Regions from separate parts of the Ovis aries genome. Here regions 1 and 3 are each linked to region 2. The links are chromatin contacts, called in public Hi-C maps. All regions are on one chromosome and are shown on one strand. The core of a region is the stretch at or near the end of the contact, and the rest is flanking DNA. Distances in the headings are between cores, read along the strand shown.

Region 1 (2,820 bases), core at 143-2,642, 160 kb before region 2:
TCCTTCCAAGGAGTAAGCGTCTTTCAATTTCATGGCTGCAATCACCATCTGCAGTGTTTCTGGAGCCCCCCAAAATAAAGTCTGACACTGTTTCCACTGGGCTCCCATTAGTTCCTCTAAACAAACTTCATGTTCCCACCACCATACCTGTCTAAAGATGCCCATTTTTCAAAGACAAACTCATTCCACTTCTTTCTTGATTTTTCTCATTCTATAGTGTAAACAATTTTCTTTTTTCCTTTCTTTAGTATTTTATTCATTTGGCAGCACCAGGTCTCAGTTGTGGCATGCAGGATATTTAGTTATGGCATGCGGGATACCATTTATTGACCAGGGATTGAACCCAGGCCCCCTGTATTGAGAGCATGGAGTCCTAGCAACTGGACAACCATGTAAGTTCCCAATTCTTCCTTTTTCCTTGTATGCAAAATGATTTATTTTTGTCTTTTAGCTTTTATAACATTCTCCCCAAAAACCTGAGTAGATCTTTCCTCTCTCCTTTTTGACTGCAAGTTTCTGGGGGATGGGAACATACTTTGTATTCCCCACGTACCCATCGAAGCCCTTAGCTGTGTATTACAGATGATTGATATGTGTTTGATCCACCAAGCTGAATTAACTGACAGGCATTTATTCAGGCTTGTAGGGACAGAAGGTGTAAGAAGTAGCTTCAACACTTGTGGACGAGAATCAGTATTAAAATGCTCTATACAGCTAGTTCACAAGCCGAGACCTTTTCACTGCTATAACGGGTAGGAGTATTAGTGTCCTAGTGAAGTTCTAAATCAGAGTAAGACAGATGAAGGGAAGAAGGGATCTTAGTTAAGAAAGTTTTTACTCAAAATATGCCAAATCCACTGAGCAGCACTGGGGGCTGTGGTCTTGTTTTCCCTCATTCATCCCCCAGTCACTCTCAAACGAGGGTCATGTGGTATTCCCACCTTTCCATGGCCTCTCACTGCTGAACCTGAAAGTCCGGGGGCCTGTGCCTGAGTGCAAACGAGGAAGAAGGCATTGAGTGTTTCTGTAGTGCCGAGGGAGGTCACACATTCCATGATGCTCCCTGGATCACCACGTGGCTTGGCGGCCAAACCCAGAGTCCTCACTGCCTCTCTCGTCCAGAGTTCTCTGTGAAACCTGAAGCCCTGACACACTAAAGCTGCACTGAATGCGACAGCTCTGACCTTCTTGAGCATCGTGGGGAGCACTCTTACATGCAGCTTTGGGAGAGAAGAGTCCTGAATATCCTCAGGGTCTGTGGTTCCAGGAAGGGCGCCAGTTGAGAGCAACCAGGCTGCGCTGGACCTCGTGACGCAGCAGGAGCAGGGTGACTCATCCCAGACGACCGGCTTCTGAGTCAGGGTTTCACACTGGAAGCTGACTAACCGGCCTGGAAACCGGTCCTGTCCAATGAGCAGCGTGTAAATCACCGGTGTTTGCGAAGCAGAGGTACACGTTCTACCTGCTCTGACCTTACCAAACAAAACACAAACCACCTCAGCAAGAGGCATGCATGTAAGGCTGTCTTCTTTTTTAAACATCAATATTGATTTTGTAAGTTCTTCAGTAATCCTAAGAACACCTGTTCTAGGGACACTACCACTAAGCAATAGTAAATTGTTTTAGGATATTTGATAATGACATAATTTCAACTTCAAAGACTAAACCATACTCAGTTTATCATACTCAAGAGAGCAGATGAGGGATCACTTTCAGAAGACGACTCGACTGTAGAGAGAAGGAAGGTCCTCAGGTATGACTTCACCTCGGGGCAGGACAGTGGCCAGCCCCGGCTCCCAGCCCCAGCTCTCCCAGCTGGTTGCCCACCCCAGCACGGTGAGCAGCCCCCGCCCTGCTCCGTCTCCACAGGCCCGCTCTGTGTGCAGACCAGCATGGCGAGTCCCTGTAAGCGCAATGCTCTCCTCCCAGCAGGTGCCCTGCAGCCCTCTTTTCTGTCGTCTTCGAGAAACTACAGGTCTCAGAATTTCGAATTTTCTAAAACTTCTAAATACAGTACAAAGCATTCCCTCCTCTCCCTCCCCACCCCGCACCCTGAATCACTAGTGTCAAAGTAAAGTTGTAAATAGAACAAGACAAATGAAGGAAGGACAGATCTTAGCTAAGAAAGTTTTTGCTCAAAATCAGTTGAGTAGCCCTGGCGGCACTTGTCATCTTGTTTCTCTCACTTACCGCCCAGTCACTCTCAAATGAGGGTCATCCCTATAAACAAGGACCTTCTCCTGTGAAAATCACCGCTGACGACCGCAGAAGCGAGGAAAGGAAAGCTGTTCGCCCTCACGCGCACACACACTGTGCTTCCCTACCCTGTCTGTCCCGCACTCTGCACCAGAAGACAACGCGGAGCTGTGTGCTGCTGGCGGATCCTAGTCCTCCTTGACTTTCATGACCTTGACATTCTCCAAGGACGCAGTTTTGTGGTACACAAACTCTCACTTTAGCTTTCTCTGATATTTTCTCACGATGAGATCCAGCTCATGTATTGCTGCCGCGTGCTAACAGCTGGCGTGCTATTTCAGTAGGGACCATTTGCGACGATGATCAGTTTTATTACTTAATTGAGGTGATGTCTATCAGGTTTCTCAACTGTAAGTTACTTTTTCCTTCTGAAATTAAAAAAAAAACTGTGTGGCAAATACTGTCAGGCTATGTAACTATCCTAGTCCTTGTCGAATTTTTGAATCATTAACTTTTAAAAACTGTGGATTCATGAATTCTCAATGGATTGTACCCCAAACTATCATTTTGATGCTCAACTTATCCCAGAATCGGCTGGTTGTAGGCTTTTTTCAAGCTGGCTCC
Region 2 (3,237 bases), core at 551-3,050:
TGGATACTGACAGGCACAGTGACTGGATGGGAAATCCTGCTCCCACGACAGCACTCTGACCCCATTACTCCGTCCTGTCACCCTCACTGCAGGCATAAAGCTTTCTGATAAAAGTAGAGAAATGCAGGCGAATAAACAGACAAAAAATATAATATCAGCAATTCAATTTCCATAAGAATGAATGTTTAAATAGTTGTATTTAGTTCAGCTTTCACCACATATACAGGTATTTAACTTGAGAACATATGAGTCTTGCCAGTAGTGTTTTTACAAAGTCCCTGCCACTGTCCATCTGCATGTCTTGCCTCTGTTTCACTCATTCATTCATTCCCTCACTCAGGTAGACCCTGGACCTCAAGAAACTTCAGTCTAGCTGGGGAGAAAGGCAGTGTTTGCTGGGAGCTACGACAAAGGGCACAACGGAAGCAAAAGGAGTGCTATGGCGATATAATGCCCAACCCTAACTCTCTGCTAACACTACAAAGTGCCTCTTGAGGAAGGGAGGAAATGCTATATTCCTTCCAGCACTTAACATTCTAAGGCTTTCTGAGAAATTCATGCATATTCCATCTGCATTAACAATATTTTATACTGTTCAAAGGTCCTTGGAAGGGTGGTAAATTAGTATGCTTGCTACATGAAGATTTGATGGAAGAAGTTTCTTCTGCTCAAGCTTTCTAGAAGCCCAAAGTAACCCATGCAGAAAAATGAGCTAAACAAATACTTATGTTACAGCTTTTGATAACATGTTTGCTTTTAAATAAGTCTGTAAAGGCATATGTTTATGATTTATTTGCTTCATGGGATTATTTTTTATGATATAAAGTATGATCCCAGACCTAAATGCTCCATCATCACACGTCTGACCCGTGATGTGACTGGTATCCATTAACTGGCCGACTGTTGGTACCCAGTGAGCCGATGAGGACAAGGCATCCTGCTCGAGTCCAGACAGGCATTAATGAGTAAGACGGTGATCAGTCACAGAAAGAGAACCATTATGCGACACCGTGACCAGTCACAGAAAGAGGGTCATCACCGGACACTGGCCCCCAAACCGCATATTCCAGCAGACAGTAAGTAACCCAAGCGTTCTTTAAACTTTATCAGTAGCAACACCAACTCCATATCCTTGGTTAAATATTACAATGAACAGGAAAAAAGTAATCTTCTGAGGATCTAGTAAGCCACTTACAAGTCAAAATATGTTTGCTCACTCACACATTGACAAATTAAATACTTTCCAAAAAAAACTGTTTAAATGTAATTTTCAGGCAAAATAGCTCTAGTTATTAAGATTTCTGTGTACTTAGTGCATTTTTAATATAACAGAGTCAATGAATTTCTGCAACTGGAAAACAAAGATGGTAACTGAGAAATTAAACCAAGGAACTAAGAAAGAACCATTCATTCCAATGAGTGAAAGGATGAATAATATCCTTAAAGATGGGTACTTGATAGCATTCTTCTTCCTTCTAATCCACCTTTTCCAGCTTCAATTTGCATATGTGACTGAAAAGAGCACTTCTTGAATCCTGTGTGTTCCCTTCAGTGGTGTAAAGCAACAGTTCCCATGACAGAGCAGAGTTCATACCGGGCCTGCTAGATACTCGTCTGGAATGGTTAGGAGAGCAGCACTATTTCACTAAGTCAGATGCAGAGTCAACAAACAGACAAGAATGTGACATTAGCACAACAATCTTCGAAAACAACTGATCCTCCAAACCCACCTAACATGCCAAGACAGAGGAATGTTCCTCACTCAGTTTAGTATCTACACTGGAGCTTATCTGAATGAACTTGACCCTGGTTGGCAGCAAGCCAGCAGTCTTCGTCACTGAATGACTTAACAGAACACTGTGTTCTTGGCACAAGCACAAAAAAAGGTGTTGAAATCCACGCTAAAAAGAAATCTCAGCTTACATTTTAAATCAGTTTTTAAATATGATAATAAAAGATAGTTAAATGTGATGAAGGCTTTTCAGTGTTCTGTCCATTTTTAATTCAGGTCATTTTTTTAGCCCTACTCCATTTGGCTCACTTTCAGTACTTCCTGGAACAATCCCTGGGACTTCCCCAGGCACTGTGAATCCTGCTCCGGCCCTTTCTATGCTGCCTCCTCTAATGATATACCTGGAAAATTCCAATGCACCCAACGCTGGCATGGGAGGGAGGGCCAGCAAGTAAAGCCAGAAACAACGTATTGACTCACTTCCGCAGAAAGCCCTGGAGAAAAATGTGGGCCACAGTGCAGTCCTCTCATGCGATCCAGTCAGAATAAGTAAGAGATAGGAAAGTTATGTCATTCCCACACAGGTTACGTTAACTCATCCACAAAGGTAAGATGCAAATGAGAAGAACACATAATCTGCAGGGAGTCTACATACTTTCAGAAAAAAAACACTTCTCTTTTCCTTTAGTTTTTGTCATCTGCTTTTCCTCCTACTCCGAAAGCGCCATCCTTCGTGTAACGTTACGAGAGTTCATCCTCATGAACTGCAGCAGTTCACAACCAGCTCCTAATCCAGGGAAACCACAGGAGTCCTACAGGACTCACAGAGACAAGACTCAAACCACAAACACTCGGCAGTCTACACTGGTAGAAGGCCGCGATGAAAGCACAGATGTTTGTTCACCCTTTAGTTTCCAGCCTTAATTTTTACTAAGTACTTTCACAGGTCTCTCGTCTTACAACAGCACAAATTATGTCTTAAGATCAAAGCCTATCATGTCTTCAACTCTGACAGACAGAATTACGTAGTCAAATGATTTTCCTCAACATAGTAAAATGTTAAAAAATCTTGAACATTTATTCTTATATACTTTAAACCTTACTCTTTCAAAACTATGACATAATTATTTGTTCATAATTATTTCAAATTATGTTTAAAGTAAGTTGTAAATAATACTAGCATAGGAAGTCAAAGGAAAAAAAAACTGGAAATACATATGGTTTACCTTCTGATAAAAGCTTCTTTTTTCAATCAAATATGATTTACTCAGATGAATGTTAAAACTAATCTAAATATCTTGATAACAATTGATAACTAAGGATACATGGACCAATATTGCACCTAGAAGTAGGCCTAGGCTTAAAACTTTGTTATAATTAAAAAGTCAATTCTACTGTGGACTGAAGGTTGTAACTGTTAACACCTGAACGCTGTAGTTCTGTTCTCTACCCAGCCCAGGCCCCTCAGAGGCAGTCATAAGAACACAAAGTTCACAGATCTAGTT
Region 3 (2,982 bases), core at 20-2,519, 140 kb before region 2:
AACCTGATTTATCAGCAGAAGTGAGCTTCTTCGGCATGTGAAATGATGACGTCTTGAAAACACGGGGGCTGAGGGTTTTCCTCTGACAGTGGCAGCAGCTGCTGGAGGAGATGCAGGCCCCTCTCACAATCCAGACTTATCCCTGGTTCCTCCTCATGTGCCTCTCTTGCCCAGAGCAGATTCTGACAGGGTCAGAGACCTGGTAGCTATACTGGTCAGGGTGGGGCTTCCCCTGTAGCTCAGTTGGTAAAGAATCTGCCTGCAATGCAGGAGACCTAGGTTCGATCCCTGGGTTGGGAAGATCCCCTAGAGAAGGAAATGGCAACCTACTCCAGTATTCTTGCCTGGAGAATCCCATGGACAAAGGAGCCTGGCAGGCTGCAGTCCACGGGGTCGCAAGAGTCGGACATGACTTAGTGAATGAAACCACCACCACCATTGTCAGGGTGGTGCCAGGGGCTGGACTGCCATTCGCCTCACTGAGTTGTTCAGGGGATTAAATGAGGTAGCAGAGGTGAGGAGCCTGCTTACAGTGGGGCTTCGCTGTGTTCTCACTTGTGGAGCAAAGTCAGCGAGGATGGTATTTCAGGCTCTTGCCATTATTCACCTCAGCCTTTGAGGTGTGAAAGCACCTCTGGACAAGAATGCCAGAGAACAGAACAGATAGGCTGGTCCCAATAAAACTTTATTTACAAAGAGAGGTGGCAGGATGAATTCAGCCCATATCTATTTCCATCTAGCTATTAATGATCTCTAACAAGTGAAACTCTACCTTCAGTCAGAGTTCGGCCCATGAAAAGCTACAGCGATACAAACAGCTGTGTTTAACTTATCCAGAAATGGCTGGGTAAAAAACTCTCTCCCCCAATAAGATGATGATTCCTTGCTGTGGGAAGAGGGAAAACCACTCTCTCCACCCAGTTTCTCTAACACCAATGGGAAATGTCCACGCTCTCCTTGCAGGCGTCAGCCCAGAGAGCATGATCTATGAAGGACAGCTGGCTTCACAGGAGAGCTATCTATATTTTCTGTTTTCAAGGGTGATTTGAACAGCTCCCAGGGACTTCCTGTGTTTTCATGGAACCTCTCTAAATCACATCCCATGACAGACGACAGGGTGAGCTCATGTAAACACGGTCGCGGCATCATGAGTAACAAAACCTCTTTCCACCAGAGGCCCTTTATCCTGCGTAAGAGACCTGTGCACTAATAGCAGCCCCAGCTTCAGTTAACCAGCTACAGCTGACTGGATGCTATAAAAAGAACAAACGAAAACATGAACACTGCCTCTCACCCCACTTGAGCCAGTGTGTCAAGGCTGCTCAGCCCTTTCCAAACACTCTGTGAATGAAGTGGCTGAGCTTGGTTCTCTCAGTTGTTTACTGAACAGTGTGTGCAGGAACCACTGAGCAGAGATGGGGAGGGGAGGAAACACAAGATCCATTAGCACATGGGGCCAACATTCTACCTGATCCCAGATTTAGTTCTATAACATACAGGGGGGCGGAGAAAACTTTCAAAAGCAGAGCTAGAGTACTCTGAGCAATTTTTTAAGCACACATACACACTTTGAGTACTTAGGTTTACATTGTGAAAAACTGATCATTAAATCTGGGATAAATTAATACCTTATCAGATATTCTGAGCCTCATGACTCAGCTGGTAAAGAACCTGTCTACCAATGCAGGAGATATAAGAGACAATTGTTTGATCCCTGGGTTGGGGAGATCCCCTGGAAAAGGACATGGCAGCCCACTCCAGTATTCTTGCCTGGAGAATTCCATGGACAGAGGAGCCTGGCAACCACAGACCTCTGGGTCGCAAAGTCGGACACTACTGAGCGACTAACCATCTCATCCTCTGTTGCTCCCTTCTCTTTCTGGCCTCAGTCTTTCCCAGCATCAAGGTCTTTTCCAGTGAGTCGGCTCTTCGCATCAGGGCCAAAGTATTGGAGTTTCTTTCAGCTTCAGAATCAGTCCTTTCAATGAATATTCAGGGTTGACTTTCTGTAGGCTTGACTGGTTTGATCTTGCTGTCCAAGGGACTCTCAAGAGTCTTCTCTAACACCAGTTTGAAAGCATCAATTCTTCAGCACTCAGGCTGCTTTATGGTCCAACTCTCATATCCATACATGTCTACTGGAAAAACCATAGCTGTGACTCTATGGACCTTTGTTGGCAAAGTGATGTCTCTGCTGTCTAGGTTGGTCATAGCTTTTCTTCCAAGGAGCAACAGTCTTAATTTTGTGGTTGCAGTCACCATCCACAGTGATTTCGGAGTCCAAGAAAATAAAATCTGTCACTGTTTTCATTTTTCCTCCAACTATTTGCCATGAAGTGATGGGACTGGATACCATGATCTTAGTATTTTGAATGTTGGATTTTAAGCCAGCTTTCATGTATTTTAAAAAATTATATCTCATGTAGAGTAAATAAATTGCTTCTCAAGTAATTATAAAAAGGCAACACATTTACTTATATTCTTTTTGCATAATAAGTACTAGTGTGTTTTGAGAGTTTATATTCACAAAATTAAATTATGAAAAAATATAGCTTCATAAAGAGAAATTAACACCTGTTAAACTTCAGAAATGTTCAATGCACAGCCTATCATCCTTGGTGGTATTCTATTACAGTTTGTGTTAATGTATGCACCCAAAGGGAAAAGCCAGTAATTCAAGTGATTCAGATTTCAAATAAATTCAGTTTAGGTTTCCTTCAAGACTAAATAAAGCAATTAAATTGTTTTAGTTGAACTGGATGATAAGAAAAGACGTCATGGATAGATATATCTCAGCTGTAGAAGATAAAAGGAAGATAGCTTACTAATTTAAAAAACCCAGCTGAACCAATCAACTAGAAATGACACATGGGAGGAATTCTGATTCAAACACAAATCACAGATATAAAAGTGTGTAACTCTGTCACCTGGCACTCTCCATGTTAGGACTTGTGACAGGAAGGCCCACTGAAGCCTCAAGGA

What was found. Hi-C and Micro-C count contacts between places; a contact is called where the count stands out from the background.
Region 1: a contact with region 2 is called in a Hi-C map of liver, with 4 times the contacts expected there. The contact joins two enhancer-like sites. A contact is called at or near these places in 3 of 16 Hi-C or Micro-C datasets (liver, muscle and tail adipose tissue).
Region 3: a contact with region 2 is called in a Hi-C map of muscle, with 4 times the contacts expected there. The contact joins two enhancer-like sites. A contact is called at or near these places in 4 of 16 Hi-C or Micro-C datasets (liver, muscle, omental adipose tissue and 1 more).

What each region holds. Positions count from the first base shown.
Region 1 is chr9:32,198,084-32,200,903 of ARS-UI_Ramb_v3.0, forward strand. The region is part of intron 10 of SPIDR (scaffold protein involved in DNA repair); the gene reads right to left. It overlaps LOC121820333 (a long non-coding RNA gene), which reads right to left. Exons shown (of 3, transcript XR_006060820.2): 3 at 1-2,820. Among named protein-coding and RNA genes, the nearest start is that of CEBPD, 59 kb to the left of the region's middle. Within about 2 kb of position 1,393, at least 33 of the 54 cell types and tissues checked have an H3K27ac peak or open chromatin away from gene starts, as enhancers often do. A contact at or near this core is called in liver, muscle and tail adipose tissue, where this site is marked.
Region 2 is chr9:32,355,496-32,358,732 of ARS-UI_Ramb_v3.0, forward strand. The region is part of intron 5 of SPIDR (scaffold protein involved in DNA repair); the gene reads right to left. Among named protein-coding and RNA genes, the nearest start is that of SPIDR, 70 kb to the right of the region's middle. Within about 2 kb of position 1,801, at least 34 of the 54 cell types and tissues checked have an H3K27ac peak or open chromatin away from gene starts, as enhancers often do. A contact at or near this core is called in liver, muscle and tail adipose tissue, where this site is marked.
Region 3 is chr9:32,216,697-32,219,678 of ARS-UI_Ramb_v3.0, forward strand. The region is part of intron 10 of SPIDR (scaffold protein involved in DNA repair); the gene reads right to left. It overlaps LOC121820333 (a long non-coding RNA gene), which reads right to left. Exons shown (of 3, transcript XR_006060820.2): 2 at 1-2,982. Among named protein-coding and RNA genes, the nearest start is that of CEBPD, 78 kb to the left of the region's middle. Within about 2 kb of position 1,270, at least 25 of the 54 cell types and tissues checked have an H3K27ac peak or open chromatin away from gene starts, as enhancers often do. A contact at or near this core is called in liver, muscle and tail adipose tissue, where this site is marked.